Regions from separate parts of the Mus musculus genome. Here regions 1 and 2 are each linked to region 3. The links are chromatin contacts, called in public HiChIP or PLAC-seq maps. All regions are on one chromosome and are shown on one strand. Each heading gives the region's core, a stretch centred on a gene start, on an enhancer-like site or on the middle of the called end of the contact. The rest is flanking DNA. Distances are from core to core; before and after follow the strand shown.

What was found. HiChIP or PLAC-seq counts read pairs in DNA pulled down with a chosen protein or histone mark.
Region 1: a contact with region 3 is called in an HNF4G HiChIP or PLAC-seq map of pancreatic cancer cells. The contact joins two enhancer-like sites. A contact is called at or near these places in 1 of 115 datasets of contacts at active chromatin or transcription factors (pancreatic cancer cells) and 1 of 9 other capture datasets (adipose tissue).
Region 2: a contact with region 3 is called in a FOXA1 HiChIP or PLAC-seq map of pancreatic cancer cells. The contact joins two enhancer-like sites. A contact is called at or near these places in 2 of 115 datasets of contacts at active chromatin or transcription factors (embryonic stem cells and pancreatic cancer cells).

Annotation. Positions count from the first base shown.
Region 1 is chr15:27,528,921-27,531,620 of GRCm38.p6, reverse strand. The region is part of intron 1 of Ank (progressive ankylosis); the gene reads right to left. Among named protein-coding and RNA genes, the nearest start is that of Gm29901, 8.7 kb to the right of the region's middle. Within about 2 kb of position 1,435, at least 42 of the 459 cell types and tissues checked have an H3K27ac peak or open chromatin away from gene starts, as enhancers often do. A contact at or near this core is called in pancreatic cancer cells, where this site is marked.
Region 2 is chr15:27,505,355-27,508,054 of GRCm38.p6, reverse strand. The region is part of intron 1 of Ank (progressive ankylosis); the gene reads right to left. Among named protein-coding and RNA genes, the nearest start is that of Gm29901, 15 kb to the left of the region's middle. Within about 2 kb of position 1,409, at least 58 of the 459 cell types and tissues checked have an H3K27ac peak or open chromatin away from gene starts, as enhancers often do. A contact at or near this core is called in pancreatic cancer cells, where this site is marked.
Region 3 is chr15:27,848,825-27,851,524 of GRCm38.p6, reverse strand. It overlaps Trio (triple functional domain (PTPRF interacting)), which reads left to right. Exons shown (of 57, transcript NM_001081302.1): 15 at 366-532; 16 at 2,473-2,592. Among named protein-coding and RNA genes, the nearest start is that of Gm29975, 140 kb to the left of the region's middle. Within about 2 kb of position 1,389, at least 58 of the 459 cell types and tissues checked have an H3K27ac peak or open chromatin away from gene starts, as enhancers often do. A contact at or near this core is called in pancreatic cancer cells, where this site is marked.

The DNA.
Region 1 (2,700 bases), core at 186-2,685, 320 kb after region 3:
GCAACCCACTCAGAGAGCACCATGATTTCTGACCCACAAGGCTAAACCCTAGGAACTGTGTACTGTCCCAAAGCCTGCAGCTGCTCAGGCCCTGCTCCTCCTCCTTCTTACTTCAGTGCCTAAACTGTGATTTGTCTAAAGCAGGTAGAACAACTGGCCTGGAGTCTCTAGAGCACAAAGGCCTCTTAGCCAGTCTGCAAGTCAATAAAGGCTTCCTAGGATCCTAAAAGCTTTTACAGAACTATCAGTATTGCCTGCATGAACACTGTGGGAAGCCAGGTGTGATGGCTCATGCATGTCATTCCAGCACTTGAGAGGCAGGATGACTGCCGTGAGTTCGAGGCCAGCCTGGACCACTTAGTGAGTTTTGCAAACTGGCCCAGGTTACAGTGAGACTGTTTACAAAAGCACATACCAAAGCTAGGTATGGTGCCCTGTACCTGCAATAGCAGCATTTGAGAGGCAGAGGGATTGCTGCGAGCTCAAGGCTAGCCTGGGCTACAGAATAAGATGCCTTCTCAAACTAAAGCATGAATGTACATAAACTGATGGAAAACATCACCACCAAACAAATAAATAAAATCAATCTATGAAGCCCACTCTTTGAAGATCCTCACTTGTCTCCCTGCTTATCTGAGGAGCAGTGGGTGGCTTCCTCCTACCTTCTGCCGATCTTCTGAGAACACAGCCAAGTTGTTCTCCCTGTAACCCCTCTAACCAACTAGTGCCCCACAACAGCTCCCGCCATAGCAACTGCTGGCAAATTTGAATTACTCATAGAAGTATTTCATTCATTCAGCTATACTTAAAGACTAGGCCTATCTGTCTAGCATCAGAATCACATTTGCCTCAGACAGTGAACATAGTAACTTTTTAGGCCAATGCACCATGTACATGAGCTGGGAGCCAGGAAGGTATACTGTACACACTAAATTTATATGCATCTTTCTTTGGTTGGTTGGTTGGTTGGTTGATTGGCTGGTTGGCTGGCTGGCTGGTTGGCTGGCTGGTTGGTTGGCTGGTTGATTGGCTGGCTGGCTAATTGGTGTTGAGATATGTGCCCCAAGCTGGCCCTGAACTTCTCTCTGCAGCCAAAGATGACCCTGAGTCCCTGATCCTTCTGCTGCTACTTCAGGAGTGCTGGTATTGCAGACATGCACCACAACTCACCCCGTTCGTTCTGTGCATTTCTTTATAGATCTAGCAAACGTGAGAGCCAGGAAGGAGCACAGCATGTCTGTAAGAAACTAAGGAGGACAGACTCAGTGAACTGATGATAAGAAGCCCGGGAAAGGGCAGAGGAAAATACACAAGAGGGACAAGCATTGGTCAAACAGACAGATGTGGGCGGGATAGCTAGAGGAGACCCACAGCCATGACTGTAGCTCTCAATGACCGAGATGGCCAGGATAAGCCCTTAGAACAATGGTCTAATGGAATGTGTGCCCAGTGCAGCTGTGCAGACAAAAAGAGTGTGTCATGCTTTAAGAGGTCACTGGGGCTATATGGGTGTGACCAAATCTCAATCCATCTGGTATTATATACATAAAACAGTATTTATTCTAAATGCAAGAAGCATTCCAACTCAGTGTTGACACGGTTTAACTAGCATTGCTCTAGAGCCTTCTATGGCTTAATTGTAGCTTTTAAAGGAAACGTAATAGCCTCTGATGACATTCAGGTTCGGGACAATTACTCAGACTCGTGTTGTATTCCATAGTCCTGGGACTGAAAGGCTGAAAGAACCTTGTTTCTAAGCTATGTATGCACTATTTGGCCTTCACAACTCCTTCTGTGTGTGTGTCCTATATGTGCAGGTACATGTATGTGCATATATCTGTGAATGTGTGTACATGTGTATGTGGAGGCCAGTGGCCAACTTGCATGCATCATTCTTTAAGCACTGCTCACCCTATAAAAAGGTGTGTGTGTAGGGGGTGGATATGTGTGGTGGGGGAGGGGCTTTGGCTTTGCTTGTACGTGTTCATGTGGAGGCCAGAGGTTGGCTTTAGGCGTCTTCTCTATCACTCTCCACTCTGTTTTGGGAAACAGTCTCTTCCTATGCCTGGATTTCACCCTTTCAACTAGAATGGCTGGCCAGTGAACCCTAGGGACATTTGCCTCCCTAGCACGGGGTAACTAGTGGGCACCACCACTGGTAACCTCCAGGTCCATAATATAGGATCCAGCAGATTGTGAAAGCTCAAATGCACCAGGTTCTCCTATAGTTCTAAATTTACAGAACAAAACTGTCTCCCCCTAGATATTTGCTTTCATTTGAAGATGGAAGCACAGTAAACAGAATACAACAAGCAACAAGCTCTCTTATCATCTAGTTTTCAATCCCCACAAAAATGTATGAACCGGGAGTCTTGTCTCATATGACTCTGCATTGAGTGTTTTCTTGGGTGGTGCAAAAACTGAAGAATTCGCAGAGAAAAACAGGGATGAGGAAAAACAGGAAGTCCCAACTTTGAAAAACATCCAATCTACCTTCTATGCAAACCACAGAAAGATTAGACAAACCAAGTACTTGTTGACATTGGCTGTAAACTTTGCAAAAAGGATACAGCCTTAAAATACACCTGGAACAAGACCAAGTCACCTCCTCACCGGCCTTTCTATCCCTTTGTAAATTGTATTTTAAAGGAACTGCTAAGCAGGAATAAAAAACAAGCCTTAAAAGAATTGTAGGGAGAC
Region 2 (2,700 bases), core at 160-2,659, 340 kb after region 3:
TGCATAGGTTAAAGGACAACTATGGGTCTCAAACTTTACCTCCAACCTAGTCAGAGACATGGTCTCTTGGTCAGTGCTGTGAAAGCCAGGTTAACTGGCCTGATCCACAGGCCTCTCTTTGCCATAGCAGATGGCTTTTTAACAGGGTTCTGGGGATTTGAACCCTGATCCTCATGCTTGTATGAAAAGCACTTTATCCGAACTCCAAGTCTGCTTCCTTTCTAGATTCCTTATTAGAAGCAAAGGAGGAGAAGGAAGAGTGGGGTTATCAAGTGCATCTAGCCTAGAAATGACGTCTGTTATAGACACACAACTCAGTTCAGCTTGGAAATCAAAGTCAAAACCGAACTAGAAGCCTAAAGGGCATTAGATACCAAATTGTCTCCCCCCACCCCCCCAGCCCCCAGGCAGTAATAGAGATATGAGAAGTAATTTCACTTTTAATCTTGAGATTAAGCTACATTTGAATCAAATAGGTCTGATAGTGCACGTCCACAGTAGTTCCAAACTGCAACTGCCCTTTATGCCAGAGAACCCAGACAAGATCCTTCCTTCCAGTGTGTGCAATGAGGAACTACCGGTATACTATAACATGGAAAGGGACGGTCATTTCCAAACCCCGTGAGTTAATAAATACAAAAAGAGCCGTGCAGCGTTGAGATCGGGTAATCCTTGATATGTTATAAAAGGCTCCTTGGCTCCTAAGAAGGCAGTCTCAAGTCCAAGGTCTGTTCTGAATTGCTGCTCCAGACAAGAACTGGCCCTGGATGCTTCTGTTTTCTTCCCCTGGCTCCTCAGCTTAGCCCGACAAAGATTAGATTAGCGTCCCAAGCCTCTAGTTTCTAACCATGAAAGCTGAGTACCCTCACCTCCACAACTCAGGGAAGGCTACGCTGAAAAACACAGGTGACAAAGAACACATGGGCAAAGCCCGGCATGGTGGGGCACGCCTGTACCGCAGCACTCAAAGGTGAGAGAGGAAGAGCGGTGTAAGCCTACATAATGAGCTGGAGGCCAACTGGAAGCTACAAGTAGAGACTCTGTCTCATCTCAAAGATGAACCTGGAGTGGGCAGGCATGTCATTAACAGCTGTCAGTCACAGGCACATAGACAGCTTGCCTGTTTCAGATGCTTCCATAAAGCCCAAACGGGAAACAGATGACCACAGAGCAAAGATCAAGGTGCTTTCCTTGTTTGGCTGCCATTATAGAGAAGGCCAAGCTGTCGGGTTGATTGTGGCAGGTGAGGCTGCAAACATCTAGGCTACCCTTAAGAGTCCTGTGGCTTGCTCTAAGAGCTCACGCAGATGCTGGCACACCAAGTCTACTGACTCAGCAATTCCAGCCACTCCGCTCACTGCCCTTTGTACACAGAGGGGCCCCATCCATCCGACCTCTATGGTAAATCTCAGTGCTTTCCAAACAGTTCTTAGCCCCCTGAATCTGTGGGACAGATCCTATCTGCACTGAGCTGACTCATCCTAAAGAAACGCCTGATTCAAAGGTCAGTCATCCTCAGGGGACTGACATATTTTTATCTTTTTTTTTTTCAAAAAATATTTGCACTTCAAATGCCAGTGCCATCAGGTTAATTAACATATGTGACCAGAATACTAACTGTAGGTCCATGTAAGAGACCTTAATTATTAACAGCAGAGGGTGAGACACTGAGGCCAATTGTGCAGACTGACTGAGAGTGCACTTGGTTAGCCTGATAAGCAAATGAGAGAAACCCAAATGATAAGGTCCACACTGGTAAGTGTTTTTCCATGCACATGAGGTTCATGCTTTCTGGGCAAACCACTCAGCCCATGACAAACTAACTAAGGTGCTGTTCTGGGCAGCACCAACAGCCTGTAGTGTCAGTTCTCCCCTATGTCTGGATTTAGTCTATATAGAAAACAGAAGGCAAGTAAGTTTACTTTTCTCTAGCCTGCTAGCTGGCTGATGAAAGGCTCAGAGGCCCAGAACATAGCAGAACTGTTCAGGGGGATTAAAAACCCTGGATGTATGTGTGGGGCCCTGTCACTTCATGGACAAGAGCTGTGGCACAAATGAGAAAGACAAATGGTAAGAGGTAAGCATTGTGTGCTCCGCCAGGATACACATAGATCTACAGAGTCCCTGTCGTTCCTCATTCCTTCCTTTATATGGGAAGAACATGACTTAAGTATATTTTAGTAACAGGAACACCTTTAACCTTGTGCCAGATATTCTAAATGTTTTCCATATGGTCACGAGCCTCATAACACATTTTCCTAGGGAAAAAGGCCTGCGTATGTAGAAGGCTGGGTGACACAATTCCTAGCTATATAGGAAGCTGTACTACCTAGGTGTGCCCAGGTACAAGCTGATGTCTGTACAATGACCACATCACCCAATGACACGTCCCAAAGAAGGTAACCTGACTGTAAAAGAAAGCATGGCCACAGCAAACTTTAAACTTTCTCCAGTCGGGAACCCAACAGTGGGCTCTCTGCCAGCTTCTGCTTCCATGTCATTTTCATCCCTTTTTCTTTTTTAGATTTACTTTTAGTATTATTTTTAATGGTGGGTAGGTGTATGTATTTGCATGTGAGTACGCAAATGTGAGTTAAGGTTCCCGCAGACAGAATAGACCGTTTGGATCCACTAGAGCTGGAGTCACAGCCGGTTGTGAACTGCCTGACATGGGTGCTGGGAACTGAACTCAAGTCCTCT
Region 3 (2,700 bases), core at 140-2,639:
TGTCGCTGTAAACCTCAATATTAAATGTATCCAGTGATTCCCCAGCAACATCCTGCTTGCATTAGCCGCTTTACATGGAGTAAATTAAATGTTTCCTGAAGGCTGAGCCACTTGCTCATTTCTAAAAGCTGCTACCCTGTCACTAAGTCCCAGAGGGTCAGCTCAGCTGTGCACCCTTTCACGCCCTGGCCCGCTGGATATGTGTATAGAAACATCTCTGCTGGCCTGGGTCTCCCTGAACTGGGCTGCTAGTGCAGGTGGCCCCCTGTGGCGCCTTTTTCACAAGCCACACTGGGTAGTGCATTGGGCAAGAGACGCTGACCGATGGTGTGAGTTGAATACCGGTCGCCTACGACTGTTCACAGGTGTGGAGCTGCTTTGTGACAGAGATGTGGACATGGCCACTCGGGTTCAGGACCTCCTGGAGTTTCTTCATGAGAAGCAGCAGGAGTTGGATTTGGCAGCTGAGCAGCATCGGAAACACTTGGAGCAGTGTGTGCAGTTGCGCCACCTGCAGGCGGAAGTGAAGCAGGTGCGTGACACTGAGGAATGATGGGAATTCTTGACCGGTTGGCCTCGGGGAGAATTTACCATGTCCCGCTGTGTAAGGTTGTTCTTGCCCTTGGACAGCATCTCATGGTAGAAATGAAGCCCACCCCTCCGTGGATGGCCAGCTGGAGTGGAAGAGCTGCCCGCTCAGCAGCCATAGCTCTTGAGTGTGTTGTCCCTGCCTATCCTTTCCTACTTGGTGGTCCCTTGCTTAAAGCATATTACTTCCTAGGCTAAGGAAATGCATGATTTTCCCCCTAAATGTTTATTAATCTGGACATATCTGCAGACTGCAAGTCTAGGCTTTTCTTGAGTTAGCTGCATACTATATAGAATGTCACATTTAGGGCGAAGCTGAGACAAATGGATTCAATACCACTAGAGTCAAGTATAGATATCACACTGTGTCCCGTGGTGGGGATAAAGGAGCGCTCCCTGATGGAGGGTCTAGATGGAGGAGTGAGGCTGTTAGATTCTGTCCATTGCACAGAAAGCCAGCCCTGGCCTTGTTGAAGGAAGTGCCAGGAGCCTCAGCCACGGCCTGCTGTGGTGCAGACACAGGCTGTGTTCACAGAAGAGCACATGCTCCTGGCACCACAGGTGATGGGGATGGGGGCTGCTATTCTCTTGTGTAGCATTAGTGTCACTAGTATTGTACATTTAAAGGAGACACAGTGTTGTAACCTGTGAGCATTTCTTCTTCCCTCAAGAAAAACCACTTATTTAAGGACTGATGTAGTTATACACCTTACAGGCTGTCTTTGCTTAGACTGTGAAGATGGCTTTCAGAAGCCATTCTACCCCTGTAATGAGTCAGCCGTGGTGTTTACTCACCCCATGGCCCTATGACACACCAGGCTGAGATTGTGGCTGGTGTCCCACAACCTCCCGCTGGAGCCAGCCACAGCCTGTGATTACCATTGCTGAGATGAAACACCATGACTGAAAGCAGCTTGAGGAGGAAAGGGCTTGTTTCACTCAGAGTTCCATACAACAGCTCGTCATGAAAAGCAGTGAGGGCAGGAACTCGGCAGTACAGGAACATAGAAGCAGGAGCCTGTGAGAGGCCGTGGAGGGGTGCTGCTCACTGGCTTGCTCCCCAGGGCTACCTTCCCAGCGGTGGTCCCACCCACAGCGGGCTGGGCCTTCCCCATCATCATTGATTAAGACTGTCCTACAGGCTTGCCTACACCCCTGTAGTGTGTACACTTGAGTCCCTTGGTTTGGCCTCTGAGCATTGTGGAGGAATCTATTTCACACCTGGGCTATAGTGTCATTTAACACTGATCGTCCTTGGAAAGTCAGTGAAACAAAGGAGTTGCTCTGACTAAGTAAGTGGCCAGTTTACTATGGGTTAGGTGAGAGTCTGGACAGGAAGTAGCAGGACTTCCCTCAAGTGTCAGGGAACTCATTCAGTGAACAAGTTTGCTTTATAACATGGAACAGTCTTGGTCTGTGTTCTCATAGCCCGTTCCCTCCACCATCTTAAAAAAAAAAAAAAAAACAACCCAGACCTTCTGTGCCCTTGTGGCAGTGTCTGTGGTGAGAGCCCTGTGGGGATTGTAGGCTCTGTTGGTAAGATTGTAAGGAAGTCAGGGCTGTCTCCTTACCAGGACCTCTAGGCCAGCTCTCCTCAACCTTCCTGATCTCTTTAATAGAGTTCCCCATGTTGTGGTGATTCCCCAACCGTAAAATTATTTCTATTGCTAGTTTTGTTACTATTATGAATCATAATGTAAATATCTGTTTTTCCCCTCGGTGGTTAAGTTTACCCCATGTGAAAGGGTCATTTGACCCCAAAGGGGTGGCAACCCACAGGTTGAGAACCACTGTGGACCGCTTTGTAGACCCACCCCCATCCCAGGAACCTTGCAGGGCGCTAGAAGGACCACTGCTTAGAGCTGCCTTCTGCCCCGTTTTCAGGTGCTGGGCTGGATCCGAAATGGAGAGTCCATGCTAAATGCTGGGCTCATCACGGCCAGCTCGCTGCAGGAAGCCGAGCAGCTGCAGCGAGAACACGAGCAGTTCCAGCATGCGATTGAGGTAAGGTGGTGTCTGCGGGTGGAGTTTATGGCCTGGAGACCAGCCTGATAACCCTTGGCTTGGTGGTACACCTCCCACTGGAGCCAGCCACAGCCCGAGCAGGAGAGA